4 separate regions of the Sus scrofa genome follow, and all the other regions are linked to region 1. Evidence: chromatin contacts called from public Hi-C and HiChIP or PLAC-seq data. All regions are on one chromosome and are shown on one strand. Each heading gives the region's core, a stretch centred on a gene start, on an enhancer-like site or on the middle of the called end of the contact. The rest is flanking DNA. Distances are from core to core; before and after follow the strand shown.

Region 1 (3,851 bases), core at 778-3,277:
GGGTTCCACAGTCAAATACAGGGTTGGAACTGACATTTCTCCTCTTCTGTGTGGGTGAAAAGGTCCTGACAGTTTGAGAGCAGTCGTCCAGAGTCAGTTACAGGTGCAGATGGTTCAAAGCCAACTCAAACAGAAGTTGGGAGAGGGACACCCAGAAACAGTAAAAGGGATCCAAGGGGAACTGGGCAGATCCAGTGACCCACTGTGGTGATCAGCAGGAGAAAAATGTGCAGAGGGTTGGGACTGAGTACAAACAGATCAAAACTGGAGGCATTCAGCCCACAGAATGCAGTCCATGCTGTGTTCCAGCTGCCATATTTACTGCTGCCTGGTGTCCCTTCTGCCCTGGCTGCTTTGTGGTGGGAGGTGCACTCCTGCTTTGGGTCTCCTACAGGGCTATTGTCTGATGGCTTTCAGATGCTCAGGTTTATATATGGTCTGTTGGGGTCAGACAGATCAAATCCGGTGTGAGCATGAGTACCCATAGCGGTGGTTGGGAATGTCTGTGTGAGTGGTTGAAGTTCCCTGCAACTGTGATCTGAAGGGGTTCAGATCATGCTGCCAAAACTTGCTGCTTTGGGACATTGATTAGTTTGAACTGAAGGCACTTGTGAAAGAGCAGATGCAGGAAGGGGTCCATTGAGCGGGAGAAACAGAGCTGGGAGCACAGGGAGGGGAGGCAGGGAAGCTTGCTACTTCCATAGTTTGGCAAAGATGAGCCTATAGGTAGAGGGAATGTCTCACAAGGTACTTGCACTTAAGCTGGTGTCCTGATAGACCAACTGGGGCTGCCTGCTAGGTAAGGGGATCCCACCATCAAAGGCCAGGGGACTAGGAGGCTCTGGAAGAGTGGAGATAGAGCTGGACCCCCACTTCAGGGAACTGTGGGGTCAGGAGGGACCTCAAGGTTCTGGAGAGAATCTGCACATGTGCTTGTAATAAGTATTTGGAGGCCTGAAACACTGTCTTGAGCTTCAGAATGTGAAGTCCAAAGAAACTGCCATGGCCAACAAGAAGAAATGGGTCTCTGAGATGAGGGGAGTGATGATGTTTCCTGCTGCCTTCTTCTGTTCCTTAACCCAAGAACCTCAGAAGAGGTGGAACTCAGGAGGGAGGGAAGTGGTATGTGTAAGCATACCCCCCCAATACACGTGCTCTGTGCCTTCAGCCACAAGTCTGTTGGGGGCTAGGGGGGTACAGAGCTTTGAAGTGCACACAAGATGGAAATTTAAAACTGGTTCAGACCAATTTTAATAATGAAAACTGACTAAAAAATTTGGACTGTCTCTAAGATGTTAAGGAACAGAAAATGTGGATTTGATAAAGTGGGGATAAAAGCAGAGATGGGAAAAACTAGAAGTCTTTTGTCTCTACTTTGATAAGAAAAGGCACTCAAGAAACCAATTTCATCCAGCATAATGGAGTCCAAGAAGTGTAGAATCCCACTGATGATGTGAGGGCTGGGCCCCGAGACTGGACACCCATGGAGAGGATGTGATCTGGCTACTCTCACCTGCCAATAGGGCGTGTCAGAGCACCAAGTAGGAAGGTACCCCTGCTAGAGACCCCCCAAGAATTCTCCTTCCTGAAGACACATGGCTGAGCCTGGCTGGCTTTGAGGGAAAGGGAAGGGAGGAGCCCCCTGAGACTACACCTTCAGATTGAGATGCGGTCAGGAAGTGAGTGACTTTGAAATGAGGGTGCAAATGGTTTCTTGTAACCTATACAAGTTTAAATTGGTAAACAGCACCAGTTATTCAAATCATCTCCCTTTGCTATTGGAAAACTTCCAGCTTTTATTTAACACGGCTGTGAGTATATGTAATATAAATAAATGCATGTAAAAATGGTGTTAGAAGGAGAGACTCTCTGGTTCTCTTCCAGTTCTGATTGCATTCTTACGAGTAAAAGTTCTTCAGTGAAAACTCAGCCGACAGCTGTGCTGATGATGTATGAGGCAGAGCTGGACCCAGTTCGCATTTCCACGCTTGCATTTGCCCTGCGGGTACTTAGCGAGCTAAGAACTTGCATATGTCGGTGAAATGGGAGCCCTGACGCTTGGCTGCTGCTTGGAAGTAGATCTGATTAAGAGGTAGGCCCTGCTTTTCCATCGTCAATTCCAGTCCTGGCTTCAAGCACCACTTTCTTCAGCACCTTTTCGCAATGTGTTTCACATGTGTGTTTCACAATGTCAGGCATGGTGTGTTGCTTTTCCTGCTGTAGAAGCTGTCAGAGCCTTTTTCCATCATACTAATCCACAATTTTTAAAAGGATAAATAATAATATTCTCATTGATCTTGCAAATCAGAGTTTGCCATAACTAGCCCTTCCCCACATACCATAACTGCTGAAGTCTTATGAGTTTGGAGAGTTTGAAGGGCTCAGTACTTTACAGTCACAGTTGGATTGAGTACTGATGTTGAAAGCAAGGTTTGCAAAATTTTCTTAGCCTTTTTTTCTTGCTAGCATTGTTGGGTGAGTTTTAGGAGAATTATCATCAAATGACTTCTGTAGCTTGGTGCCCTTGAGAAACTTATTTAACCTCTTTGTACCTTAGTTGTATCCTATTTAAAGAGGATAATAATAGTGTTTACCCTCTTGGAGTTCCCTGATGGCCTGCTTAAGGATCTGGTCTTGTCACTACTGTGGCATGGGTTCAATTCCTGGTCCAGGAACTTTCCCATGCTGTGGCTGTAGCCCAAAAATAGTATTTACCTCCTGGAGTTGTCATGAAGATTAAATGGCTTTTTATATATCTGTATCTAGTTATAAATACAATTCTAGATATAGATATAGAAGTATAGATAAAGGTATAGAACCTTTAGATTTATTACTAGCACATAGAAAAACTCTTAATAAATACTATTATTACTCTAAATGCTGCTGTTATTATTATCAGTTTTCAAGATCATAAGAGGCAGTATTGCATAGTGGAAAGAGTGCACATAGATTTTACAGGAGGTGAATTCCCAAGGCATGGCTTTGCCATTTACTGTGAGGCTCTGAGCCTCAGCAGCTATAGCACCAAATGGACAAAGTAATGCTTTGGTGTAGAATGCTCAAATGGGAGAGTGAAGTGCATAAGATAAGTTGTGGAAGGTAACTGGCACTTAACCCTTCAGTTTGTATGAGCTCCTCTCTCTGTCTTTAGAGGCCAGAATGACACTGAGTTTGTTGTTGTTCATTTTCTCTATAGTTTCCCCATTTAAAAAAAATTTAATTATAGTTGATTTACAGTGGTATTTCAGTTTCTGCTGCACAACAAAGTGACTCAGCTATATATCCATATACATTCTCTTTTTTCATATTATCTTCCATCATGTTTCATCACAAATAATCAGATATAGTTACCTGTGCTATACAGCAGGATCTCCTTTCTCATTCATTCCAAGTGCAATAGTTTGCATATACTAAACCCAGACTCCAAGTCCATCCTACTCCCTCCCCTTCCCCCTCGACAACCACAAGTCTGTTCTCCATTTCCATGAGTTTGTTTCTGTTCTGTAACATTTGTGTCATATATTACATTTGTGTCATATATTACATTCCAATTATAATTTATATCATATATAAATTATAATTGTTCATTTGTGTCATATATTACATTCCAATTATAATTTATATCATACGGTATTTGTCTTTCTCTTTCTGACTTACCTCACTTAGTATGAGAGTCTCTAGTTCCATCCATGTTGCTGAAAATGGCATTATTTTGTTCTTTTTTATGGCTACATAGTATTCCATTATATATACTTACTGCTTCTTTATTTACGTATTTATTTATTTTTATTTTCCCACTGTACAGCAAGGGGATCAAGTTATCCTTACATGTATACATTACAATTACATTT
Region 2 (3,851 bases), core at 418-2,917, 240 kb after region 1:
TTTACTGCATCCATAGATGCTTCTCAAAAATAAGATTCTAGATATCCTTCTGGTTGATTTAATTCTGAAAAAAAATTCCAGAATAGTGAACTAGTGAGTTTATCACAGTTACACACACAGGCACACCAATACACATATAAACACATATAGAAAACAGCTCTAAAAACATACATAAAGAATATATATATATAAACTAATAAATGCAGGTCTAATGTTCAAGCAAAGTTCTCAGTGTACATATCCATTTCAAACAAAGAGCTAATAAATATAGCTGGCATTAATAATACTTAGTGTTTTTTCACATATGTTTTTCCTTATTATCTCCTCTGAGTTTTTCCAGCTTTCTAATGTAGGCAGGATAGGGAGAGTCCAGATAGGGCAAAAGAGCAATAATGGAAGAAGAAGTGGTAGATGGAGGAGCTTGGGTGAGACCCAAGACTCCTAGTCCCACAGGGCTCCATATGTACCACCACAGCCACACCAGGCACACTGACAACCCAGCCTCTCAAGGATAAGGGTGGTCTCTTTACAGTTACAGGGAAATAGGGCTTAGCTCCCTCAAGAGTCTGTTTTATCCAAAGATTTTGGGAATATCATGTCTTTAGTATGACAACAATACAACTTCATTTGGAAGCAGATATAATAATGCTTATATGCACTCTGTTCTAACCACTTTGAAAACAGTAGCTCTGTTTTTATACTAATTCTTACTACTCTCCCAGGGAGGGTCTACCATTACCCCATTTTACATGGTAGGAAACCAAAGGAATAAAACGGTTAAAAGGCTTACATCAAGTCAGACAGTCAATGCAGAGTTAGGATTTGAACCAAGGAGGCCTGACTCCAGAGGTCCCAATTTTAAGGATTTTGTTATGGATATTCAGACAAAACATGATTTTGAGGCATTTTATCCTTTTTGATGACCCTCTGGCCCCAAGGCTACCATTATTCTGTTGTTTATACTGCAGACACGAGATGGGGAAGATTTGAGGACAATCTCAAAGTGTTTTGCTGCACAAGCCGCACGTGGAGTGCCTTTTCAGGATCAGGGATGTGTGTGCCTGTGTGTGTGTGTGTGTAGAGACAAGAGGGAGAGAGCACACATTTCACACCATGTGCAATTTTAGCTTAATTCAAATAGGAAGACTATTAGCAAGCTATTTTTAAATGCACTGAAGATCAAGAGGTGTATTAGAGTTAAATTACACTCTGTGAGGCTGATTGGCAGGCCATGTTGTGGGAAAGTTCACAATCTTGTCTTTATCTGCATACTTTGCAAAGTAGGCCCAAAAGCCATGGCCCCAAACTCAGTGTGTGGAGCTATAATTATTCAAGTGAAAAAAAAAACTAATTAGAAATGTGATAAGTAACAATTAGGCAGCCTATTTCGGGAGGAAAATGAACAAAATTGCAAATGCCAACTGTGGTGACTTTTGTGAAAAAGGATGGGCATGCTTGCATACAGGAAAAGTTCTCTGTCACCTTGGGAAGGGATTTCCCTCAGGACTGGACTATTAGTGTGTCATTTGCATAGAGAGCTTAAAACAAAACCCACCCCTGCCAACTAGAAACTCCCAGGCACCAGGAGTGCCTGCATCCAGAGCTGCTGATGGTGCAAGGATCAAGACCCTGCCAAGTGTGCTTAGAGACTTACTGCCAACCAGGAATGCTCCTGACTTTGCAGCAGCCAGAACTGAAAGAACCCAGGCAAAACATAGCCTGCAAGAGGGGTCAGAACATCTTGGCTCCTGTTCTGGCTGGAGCACTTGGGCTGGAGCCCAGAGTTCACATGCCTTTGAGAAATGACTTTTGCTTCCTGGGCTCCCTGATGGCCACTCCTCGCCCCTCCAGTGCAAACTGCACCTTCCCCATCTGCATTTCAGGCTAAGGAATTAGACCCCCAAGTATTCCAGGGTTCCACCTTGCCCTCCAACTCTGGCCTCACCTTGTGCTCAAGGTCAGAGTGAGGCTCTGAAGTCTGACTGCTTCATTTCAAATCCTGGCCTTAAGACTGCTCACTGTGGGGCTTTTACTAATACCCAGGGAACATTTGGCTCCCTGCCTCTTTTTCCTTGCTTCTAATACAGAAGTAAGACTATATCGTAGGTTGGTAGTGATGATTAAAACAAATTTTAAAAGATGGTAAAACAGAGAAGATGGTGTTTGGTGCTTCCCGTGCTTCAGAAATTTTAGTGATTCACAAGGATTTGCTTCTTTAGGGGAAGCACACTAACCTTGTCATTCATACTCCCAGCTCCTGCGGTTGCCAGAAATAAAGACTGTTATCTACTTAATGCAGTAAAAAAAAGTCAATTTGGCTATAATTAAAATCAGCTATATTTCAAGCAAAGGCTGAATGTGTTTATTTTTTTTCTAGTACGTGTTAAAATAAAAAAAAACAAACCCACTAAAATAATGTTTTTAAAGTTTGGCACGATCCGAGATCTGAATCCATCTGAAAGACTAAGCTCATTTCACACATTAGATAACACTATTCACTCGTCTTCCAGTTGTACTCTCAGCAAAAATTTAGACAGCATTTCTTATATGCATGGGAAGTCAGCTGGGCAACAAGGCTGAGATTATGCCTCATTTGTCCGCATCAGGCAACAGCCCCATGTGGGGTGGAGGTAGAAGAGAACAATGCTGGTGCCATGTGAATGGGGTAGGACACATTCATGGTGGTGCGGTACACCCAGGTCCCTCAGGAGACAACATTAATTAGAGAAAAGAACCAAGCAATCTTCCAAATTGTTATTCCAAATTCTGGGCTCCAGGACAATATGGCTTTGCAAGCAGAGTCTACCTCTGTGAGACCCTAGGCATCTTCTGGAGTCCTCTGAGCAGTTTTTCTCATCTGTAAAATGGGCATAGTACCTACCTCATAGAGCTAGTGGAGGAGTCAGTCGAATGACACAGCGGGTCAGCAAACGGAAGTTCTCCCAGATCATTGGTCTCTCACAGGGCAGGTTCTTTCCTGTTGTCCAGGCCTGCAGTTTTTGTGTCCACTTCCTCTGCTTTGATAATGTGCTCTAGGATGTACCTCAAAATCTGCCTCCTTAGAGAGCAGCCCTGGCACACTAAACCAACCTAATATTGGCCCATATGGACTGAAGGCTTTCCAAGTTCAAGATGCAGCTCCAAAAGCTTTGCATGCATTGCCGATCACAGCAGTTTCTGATGTAGGATGAAGCCTGTAAAATTCCATTGCACGCAGAATTAAACAGGCATGGAGAGGTTAAGTAATTTGCCCAGGTCACACAGGTGGTAAATGGAGGAGCTGTTAATTGATAAAATTAGTAACCTCTAAAATTGCCGAGCTGCTAATTAAGACGAGGACTATAACTAATGTCCCCAGAATAGGACCACATCATCTAGCTAAGAGGTTCTCAACCGAGAGCGATTTGGTCTCCCAGGGAACATTTGGCAATGTGGCATTTGGTGGCATTCTTGGTTGTCACAGCTGCGGGGTACATGCACCATTGGTGGAAATGTAAATTGGTGTAGCCACTATGGAAAACAGTATGGAGGGGCCTCAAAAAATTAAACATAGAACTGCCATATTACCCAGCATTTCTACCTCTGGGTATTTAGCCAAAGAAAATGAAAATATTAACTTGAAAACATATCTGTGCCCCATGTTCACTGCATCATTATTTACAGTAGCCAAGAAAAGAGTACAACTCAAGTGTCCATTGATGGATGAATGGATAAAAAGAAGTGGCATATATATAAAAAAAATTAACAAGGGAATATTTTTCAACCATAAAAAAATCTTGCCATTTGTATTTCACATGGACAGAACTTGCAGACATTGTGTTTAGTGAAATAAGTCAGACAGAAGAAGGCAA
Region 3 (3,851 bases), core at 851-3,350, 200 kb after region 1:
GTGCCCTGTTGAATTGTGAACCTGCCATAAGAGATACAGGAACTAGAACCAGCTGCCCCACCATTACCTTCCCAGCAAAACTGTATCCTTATCATTATTCCTCATCGCTCACTAAAATCAGTTCTGAAATGACAGCTTATATACCTGCCTCTGACTGGCTAACCTTCAATCACTTCAGATACCCTAGCTGCAAGGGAGTCTTGGAAATGCATAGGACTCTTCAGTATAGGAAGGGACTTTTTTAGAAGGAGGTTGGATTGGTGCTGAGTCAACCCCTAATGTCTTCTGTGGGAAGCTCAGGGAAGCTTTCATTGAGATGGTGGCATTGGTACCAGGAGTTGGAAAATGCCGCCTTGTGGCAAGGATGGTGTAGGATTCTGTTAATGGATGTACCTCATAAACTGTAAATCAGCAAGCACATGGGAAGGAGCCTCGCTTTATGGAATGAAGTCTTGAATGGGATAACCGTGGAGACCTACGCATTTATCATTTAGTCTTTTCTCTGAAGGTAAGATATTGTTCAATAACTCATGTTAACTAGTTAGTTTGTGAAAGAGCTAGTCTTACCCTGAAGTTCTTGATCCCAGGCACTGTGGCTCTTAGTAAAGAGAAGGGAGTGAAAAGGATGAAATGCAAAGTGTAGGTAATGGAGCTCTGACAAAAGGCAAAGATGAGAGAGACTGCAGAGTGGCGCCGAGAAAAGTTGTCAGCCAAGAGGAGCTAAGCAAGGAGCTGGACCAGCCTCTGCCAAGGAAAGACATACCCTCAGGAAGATGAAACATTTATTTCATGTAGCTGACAACACTTTCCATGTGGTAACATGTTCAGATGCAAAGAATGTTGGCTGAAGTCAAACAAGGTTCGTGTGGTTTGGGGAGAGAAGTGCTTTGGTCTCACCCGGACTTAGTTTTGCTCTTGGCTCTATGAGACTTTTGGGACAGGCTGCTGTCTCTTGCCAAGGCTCATCCGTGAAATGGATTTAATAATACCTGACTCACGGTATTGTTGAGAAGATAAACTTGAGATAGTGAATGTACGTGGTGGCACTCAGTGCATGGTACAGTGCTCAATAAATGGTATCTGCAGTCATTGTTGATGCGAACAAACCTGGCCTTCTCATCCTAACCTCAGATGCTCTTTCTCACTTTTTGCTGATTTACTGGCAGTTTGAGCAACTTAGTTGCTGGTATATTTTGATAAAAAAGAAGAAAGAGGGAAGGGTATCTAGAAGTTGCAGTCTGAAAATTGAGCCCTTTAATCAAGGGCAGGGATGTATTTTTAGAAGCTGTAGAATTTCATGTCCTTGTAACTTGTGAACCTAAACTATAATCATGAGACATATTGGATGATTGGAGTCCTGGGCCCTCTTCTCATGCCTGTGCATACTCTGTGGGGGAGGTTCAGCTCTAGGAAATAAAGAACATGTTAACCACAAGGCAGAAATGTAGGGAAACATTTATTCATGGCCCTGTGATCACCCTTGGAATATTCACAAAGGGCATCACATTAGCCTTGGCTATGATGGCCAGTGCTCTGTGAGCAAGGGCACAGCTGGTCATAAGGAAGACTTTGATGGCTTACCTTTTCATTTCTTTCTTTATTACCTTTCCACTTGCCATGCAGATTGTTCTGAGTATTTATGATATTTATAGGCTTCTGATGATCTAGCCTCTGCTCTATTCCCTTTTCCACTTTTGCTAACTAATCCCTTATGCTTTCCTGTATCAGCTGGTTTTTAAATGTCAGTCTGGGAGGTTGATTTCAGAAGCTATATTTAAAAGAGACCTTCCTGCATCTTTGGCTCTTTAATGGGGCAGCATACTTAAAGAGGGATGGGATCCAGGGGGCCATTTCTTATTTTCTTTTTAGATTGCATCTTGGAAACAGAAGCACATCTCTTCACATGGTGTCCCGTAAACTCAGGGTAGGCTTTCTGCTGAGATCAGAATCTTTCAGCCTTAATCCTGAGGTCAGCCAGGAGTTGTGGCTAAAACCAGGCTGGAAATGCTTCAGGAAGCCGAAGGGAAAAGCTGTACCATGCAGTTGCTGTTGACTCACACATTTTCTGACCACGTGAGTCCTCTTTTCTGGCCATCTTCCCAAGGATTCTGGCAGGAAGCTGTCAGGCTGGATCAATTAGTGATTGCTGCATAGCAAACCAACCAAACCCAGTGGCTTAAAACAAAAAGCAATCATCAATTCTCATGAATTTCCGGATGATCTGGATGGTTGCACTGGTCTTGGCCGGGCTCCCTGTTACACCAACAGCCAGCTATGGGGCAGGAAGGCAGCTCTGTTCATCATGACTGTGTTTGCTGGACTAGCATGGCCACCACTGGGACAACTGAGCCATCCTCTAAATGGCCTCTAATCCTCATCAAGCTATTCTGGGCTCGTTGTCCTGGCAGTGGTAGGGTTCCAAGAGAGCAAGTGAAAGTTTGCAAGACTCCTTGGGCTCAGAACTAGCACATCATCCCTTGTGCTGTTTTTTATAGACCAGAGCAAATTGCAAAGCCAGACAGAATGGAGAGGAGGTGTGATGGAGGAACAGACTCCACCACTGCTGATGGGAAGAACTTGAAAATGACATTGCAGAGTGTGGCAGAAGGATATAATGTGAGCACTGTATTGCAACCATTCTACCACAGAGACACCCTTCCTTATGACTTTATACACTGCAGAGTGTTTTATGGCTTGAAAAGTGTTTCTACATCCACAGTCTCAGCTGACTTTCCTAAGAATCCTATCAAGTCAGTTTCATTCTTATGATCATTTCCATCTTACATATGAAGACACCGAGGCCCAGATCAGTTAATTAGGTAGGATTGAGGTGGAGCCAGGATTTAAATGCAGTTCTTAGTATAATCAGATTCTGTGTTGTTTTCATGGTGCATGAAAATATTATATCAAAGGATGAAATGAAAAGAAATGCCTCTTGACATAGCGAGATTGTGTGTGTGCAAGGAGTGATGAATCCCTATGTATCTGCTGCTGCTGGCTCCATGCCGCCTGGGCATTTGTGAAGCTCCCTCCTGCTCAGTGATGTCTCCGTTACGGTGCTGGGCCTCTGCGGCCTGGCCTGGGCATGGTGCCCCTGTGAGTTGTCAGGATTGGAGTTCGGCAGTGAAGCAGCATGGCTCACCCACAGGAAGCAGCCCTGAAAGGTCAGCCTGGGGTGGTCTGTGTGAGTGCTGGTGTACAGTTGAGAGCTTCTACTTTCTCTTAGTAGGAAAAGAGGGAGTCCTTAGGCACTTTTTTTTTTTTTGTCTTTTTAGGGCCACACTCACAGCATATGGAAGTTCCCAGGCTTGGGGTTGAATTAGAGCTGCAGCTTCTGGCTACACCACAGCCACAGTGTCGTGGGATTCCAGCTGCGTCGGTAACCAAGCTCATGACAATGCCGGATCCTCAACCCACTGAGTGAGGCCATGGATCAAATCCACATCCTCATGGATAGTAGTTAGATTTGTTACCACTGAGCCACAACAGTAACTCCTTTTGGCACATGTTTAAATCACTTTGATCATGACATATTTTCTGGACGTTCAGCTTTGATTTTGTTCCATCACTCATTTAATAAATATTTATTAAGTGTTTCCAATATATCAGGCACTATTCTTGGAGGGCTCTCTGTCCTCAATGAGTTTAAGGTGTAATGGAGAAAAACATATAAAGATACTACATATATACATGCTTACATGCATATATACATGTGTAGATACATATATGTGCATGTGTATATATACTGCATACATATAAATATGCAGATAAACATTACATTATTGTATATAAATATATAACATATATACATGTATGTGTATATCCGTGCATATGTGTAAAATATATAAATA
Region 4 (3,851 bases), core at 601-3,100, 180 kb after region 1:
CAGGATTTGGTGCTAATAAGGGCTGCCTTTGCAGTTTTCAGTAGTCCAGTGATAGTTAAAACTTGTAAGCCTGAAGTAAAGTAAAATTCACTGTGATCCTCTTCTCCATTTTATACTTGCATGTCTGGTCATGTCAGTGTATGTGCTAGATTCTACATTTATCCCTTAAAAAGATAGTGCTAGCTCTGTTTATTATTGTTATTATCATTATTGCTATTATTGTGACCTAATACCATCAAAGCAACAGAGATGAATTTCTTTTGACAAAACTTGGTTTAGAGAATGCAAGCTACTGCAGCTTGGTGACCACTGACGTTTCTTCTGAAGGTCCTCATGCTATTTGCTCAAAAACCCTTGCTGGAATCGACCTCAAAGCATTAGCTTTATTTCTTAAAATATATCTATTTTCTTTCTCTTTGAAAATCAGGGTAAAATGAACCTATCTTTTCTTTAGTGACACGTCTCTACTTTTCTATGAATTTTTAAAGATTGTGGCATTGCTTTTATTGTTGCTGTTTTTAGGTACCCCTTTCTGTCTTTTATCAGGTCCAGAGACTTGGGTCCTTTTTATGCGTTCTCAGTGTATGGTGTCAGACAGCATGGACTAAATGTGGTCCAAAGACGCCCAACAGGTCAGGCTTTCACCTATGTAGGAATTAAGTGGCATGTAAACAGTTCTACCCTGAAAATACACTTTAGTACATTAAAGCCTCTTGAAAAAAGTCTGTATAACATAACAAGCTCCAGAGACAAAGAGACAGGGAAAAAAACTCAAATATGTTCCTTATGAACATTCAAGGGATGTTTTTTCCAATTTTAATAATTTTAGGAATAACTGTAGTAAAGGTATTCTACAAAATAGAGCACCAGATTTCCACCACTGAAATGGAAGTATTGAAAGGGCTTCTTCACCAGTTTTTAAATGTCATAGCACTGGAGCCATCCCATTCTAAAAGAGAATGGGCCAAAAAAATCACAGAGTTGTCACTTCTAAAATATCTGAACTGAAACTTATAAAGAAGAACATTTAAAAGATGGTTCAAAAGGTCTAGGTGCTAACTTATAGAGCATATCTGGTAGCAGATAGAAACTGTGGCAAAATTATTAATAATGTTACCACATAAATGTAAAAGAATGGCTAATTTAATGATGTATTAGGGTCCCATAGAAGGCAAAAACTGCACAGTAATTTGAAATGGGAAAGCGCAATGTAAAGAATTATCATGCTCGCTTCAGCAGCACGTATACTAAAATTAGAGGGATGTAAAAAAGACCTTGCATGGTCCTTGTGCAAGGATGACATGCGAATTTGTAAAGAGTTCCATATTTAAAAAAGAATTATTAACAGGGAGTTGGAGTCATGAGAGATCACCTCATAGAAGAGAGACCCTAAAAATAGCAGTTAGCACATACCATGGAGAATAGTCATCACTCCTAGAACTGGGATGGAGCATCTGGGGAAGGGGCCAGTCTCCCAGGCTGAGATCAGACTTGTTTGGGGATGGGTTCACTGTGGCTCATGAGATGGCAGGAAGTCCACTGAGGTGTCACACCGGTGGGGTCTCTAAGAATCCACCTGCTAGAGCACTAGAAGACACAATTTTAGGGCACTGCCAAATCTCGGAACTCACTCAAGCCACCCAGGCAAGGTGCCTCCCTGGCAGCCCTCCCCTGTGCACTCCCCTGAGGAGAGTGTGCAAGAAAAAACCATTATGGGCACCCACCTGTGGCCAGGCTGCTGTGAGGCCATCCCAGGGCATGGTGATGGGGAGGCTATCAGGGGCCCACTTGCAGCTGGTTCACAGTGCTGGTGAAAAGAGCCCTGCCTATTGCAGGAGGCCTGTGAAGTGAGCACATAGGGCCAGAAAGAGTCTCTTCCTTCTCCACATCCCTCCAGCACCCTCTGCTGATCAAGTCTCCAATTGGACCAGACAGTAAGGAGAAATCTTTATGTAAAGTCCACCTCCATTACTGGAGGACATAAAGAATGGGTGGATTTGGTAACCATGGCTGAGAGGTAACAAATGATAATGACTTAAACGGTATCTGGAAAAAAATCTTCATTGACATAAAGATACAAATTTCTGGAATCTAGTGACAGAAAATAACTGTGTTTTCCTTCTACATTCTAATCAACCATAGTTACTTTATTTGAAAAGATTTGCTCACATTAAATGATTAATTTGAAGGCCAGGACATTCTATTCTAGATAAAGCAAATTAATCATAAATTAGAAAACCAAGTGTAAATTGTGTAGATTTATAAACACTCTTGTTGTCTCATGATAAATGTTTATGGAAATTGAGTTGAAATACATAGTACTCCATTTTGAACTACTCTTTGTTTTGAAGATTTGTAGCTCCTTTTTTTTTCTTTTTTTTTTTTTTTTGGTCAAATTCAGTAGGCACATCACAGACTTCACAGGTGAAAGGATGATCAGATCAAGAGCTTATCTTGTTGAGCTGGGAATGTTTCTGGACTATCACTTGTAATTTAAAATCCACTGAAATCAAAACTCTCTATAGTACCAGTTTTGATTTTAAGATATGAGATGATAGCTGTTTCCTCTCTCTGAAATACTTTGAAACTGTATACTGACACTGGAGCATAACTCTGTTGGTTATTGATAACACTGATTATTACCTACAAACTGTGTTTGTGGTGGATAAATGGAAGTCATTTCAAATACTGTCAGCACTAAGCATCAGATGAGGAAGGTGCTGAGTGGGTGGGCATGACCCATAGGCTTTCCTGAATACAGTTCTGTGTATCTAAGTCATAACCCCTGGCATAATGCCCCCACTCACCTGGTCACTGATCACAAGTCTGTGATGGCCTTTGGCATGCCCTGTGTTTACGTGCAGTGAGGTGGAGGGTGTGATGGAGATGACCCCCTTGTCTGTGTGACAATAGCTGCACTGAAGCCTATTCTGGAACTTTATCCCACATTTAATCAAATTGGATAGAAAAACAGATTACTAGAGAAGATGACTGGGCTATGGCCACTTTAGACCAGAGTTTTTCAAACATAGACCATGTAGTACTCACCTCAGGATCACTGAGATGCTTCTTAAAATGCCAGTTCTCCAGCCATTTCTGTGATGGACTGAATCAGACTCAGCACTCTGAGCCCAGGGACTGAGAGTCTACATTCTAGGCAAGCCCTCTAGCCAACACACCCTTCCTGATACTGATACTTGAGAGTTAGGAGTGAAATGATGCTCTTTTTTTCATTCTGAAATGTATGACCATGGTCACAACAGGACTAGTTAAGTGAAGCCCACGTATGTCGTATATTATCAACTCGGGTAATGGGCGATTTTGCATCTGTCAAGTGTAGCAGGTAATAGAAGACTGCTTTGGCTACCTTAAGTGGAAAAGAAATCATTGGAAGGATGATGGTGTGTGAGAGATAAGGTCAGGGCTGAAGACGGAGAAGCCAGGGCATCGTGGGTATCTGTGTATCAGGGGCTAACTGAAGGTCACAGCCACACTGAGTCCCCTTCAAACCTCATTATGTTTATTCTTGGCTCATGTCCTACCCAGATGGAAGAGCGCCCCCTAGGTGCACCCAACTGAGAAGAACGTTTCCCAATTAGCTGTTATCTAAGATGGAAATCCTGTGAAATCAGATTGTTATGATCATTATACAACTACAGAAGTGATAAATTCATTTGAGTAAAAAAAAAAAAAAGAACCCCCCCAAAAAAAGGCAGATTGGCTGTCTAATCCATCAGATTCTGATGTTATCAACGTAATACACACATGGTTACTCCTAAAGAAATTAGCTAAGAGCTAAATTGCATTCTAAGAGTAATCTTAGGTAAATAAAACAACTTTCAAAATTTTCT

What was found. A called contact is a pair of places that touch in the nucleus more often than the background predicts. HiChIP or PLAC-seq counts read pairs in DNA pulled down with a chosen protein or histone mark.
Region 2: a contact with region 1 is called in an H3K27ac HiChIP or PLAC-seq map of skeletal muscle. The contact joins two enhancer-like sites. A contact is called at or near these places in 1 of 47 Hi-C or Micro-C datasets (skeletal muscle) and 1 of 2 datasets of contacts at active chromatin or transcription factors (skeletal muscle).
Region 3: a Hi-C map of skeletal muscle shows a contact between it and region 1, with 5 times the contacts expected there. The contact joins two enhancer-like sites. A contact is called at or near these places in 2 of 47 Hi-C or Micro-C datasets (embryonic fibroblasts and skeletal muscle) and 1 of 2 datasets of contacts at active chromatin or transcription factors (skeletal muscle).
Region 4: a Hi-C map of skeletal muscle shows a contact between it and region 1, with 3 times the contacts expected there. The contact joins two enhancer-like sites. A contact is called at or near these places in 2 of 47 Hi-C or Micro-C datasets (embryonic fibroblasts and skeletal muscle) and 1 of 2 datasets of contacts at active chromatin or transcription factors (skeletal muscle).

What each region holds. Positions count from the first base shown.
Region 1 is chr13:17,121,342-17,125,192 of Sscrofa11.1, reverse strand. No RefSeq gene overlaps it. Among named protein-coding and RNA genes, the nearest start is that of GADL1, 74 kb to the right of the region's middle. Within about 2 kb of position 2,027, at least 3 of the 83 cell types and tissues checked have an H3K27ac peak or open chromatin away from gene starts, as enhancers often do. A contact at or near this core is called in skeletal muscle, where this site is marked.
Region 2 is chr13:16,876,662-16,880,512 of Sscrofa11.1, reverse strand. No RefSeq gene overlaps it. Among named protein-coding and RNA genes, the nearest start is that of TGFBR2, 94 kb to the right of the region's middle. Within about 2 kb of position 1,667, at least 3 of the 83 cell types and tissues checked have an H3K27ac peak or open chromatin away from gene starts, as enhancers often do. A contact at or near this core is called in skeletal muscle, where this site is marked.
Region 3 is chr13:16,921,465-16,925,315 of Sscrofa11.1, reverse strand. All of the region lies in intron 14 of GADL1 (acidic amino acid decarboxylase GADL1), which reads left to right. Among named protein-coding and RNA genes, the nearest start is that of GADL1, 130 kb to the left of the region's middle. Within about 2 kb of position 2,100, at least 10 of the 83 cell types and tissues checked have an H3K27ac peak or open chromatin away from gene starts, as enhancers often do. A contact at or near this core is called in skeletal muscle, where this site is marked.
Region 4 is chr13:16,940,825-16,944,675 of Sscrofa11.1, reverse strand. The region is part of intron 13 of GADL1 (acidic amino acid decarboxylase GADL1); the gene reads left to right. Among named protein-coding and RNA genes, the nearest start is that of GADL1, 110 kb to the left of the region's middle. Within about 2 kb of position 1,850, at least 4 of the 83 cell types and tissues checked have an H3K27ac peak or open chromatin away from gene starts, as enhancers often do. A contact at or near this core is called in skeletal muscle, where this site is marked.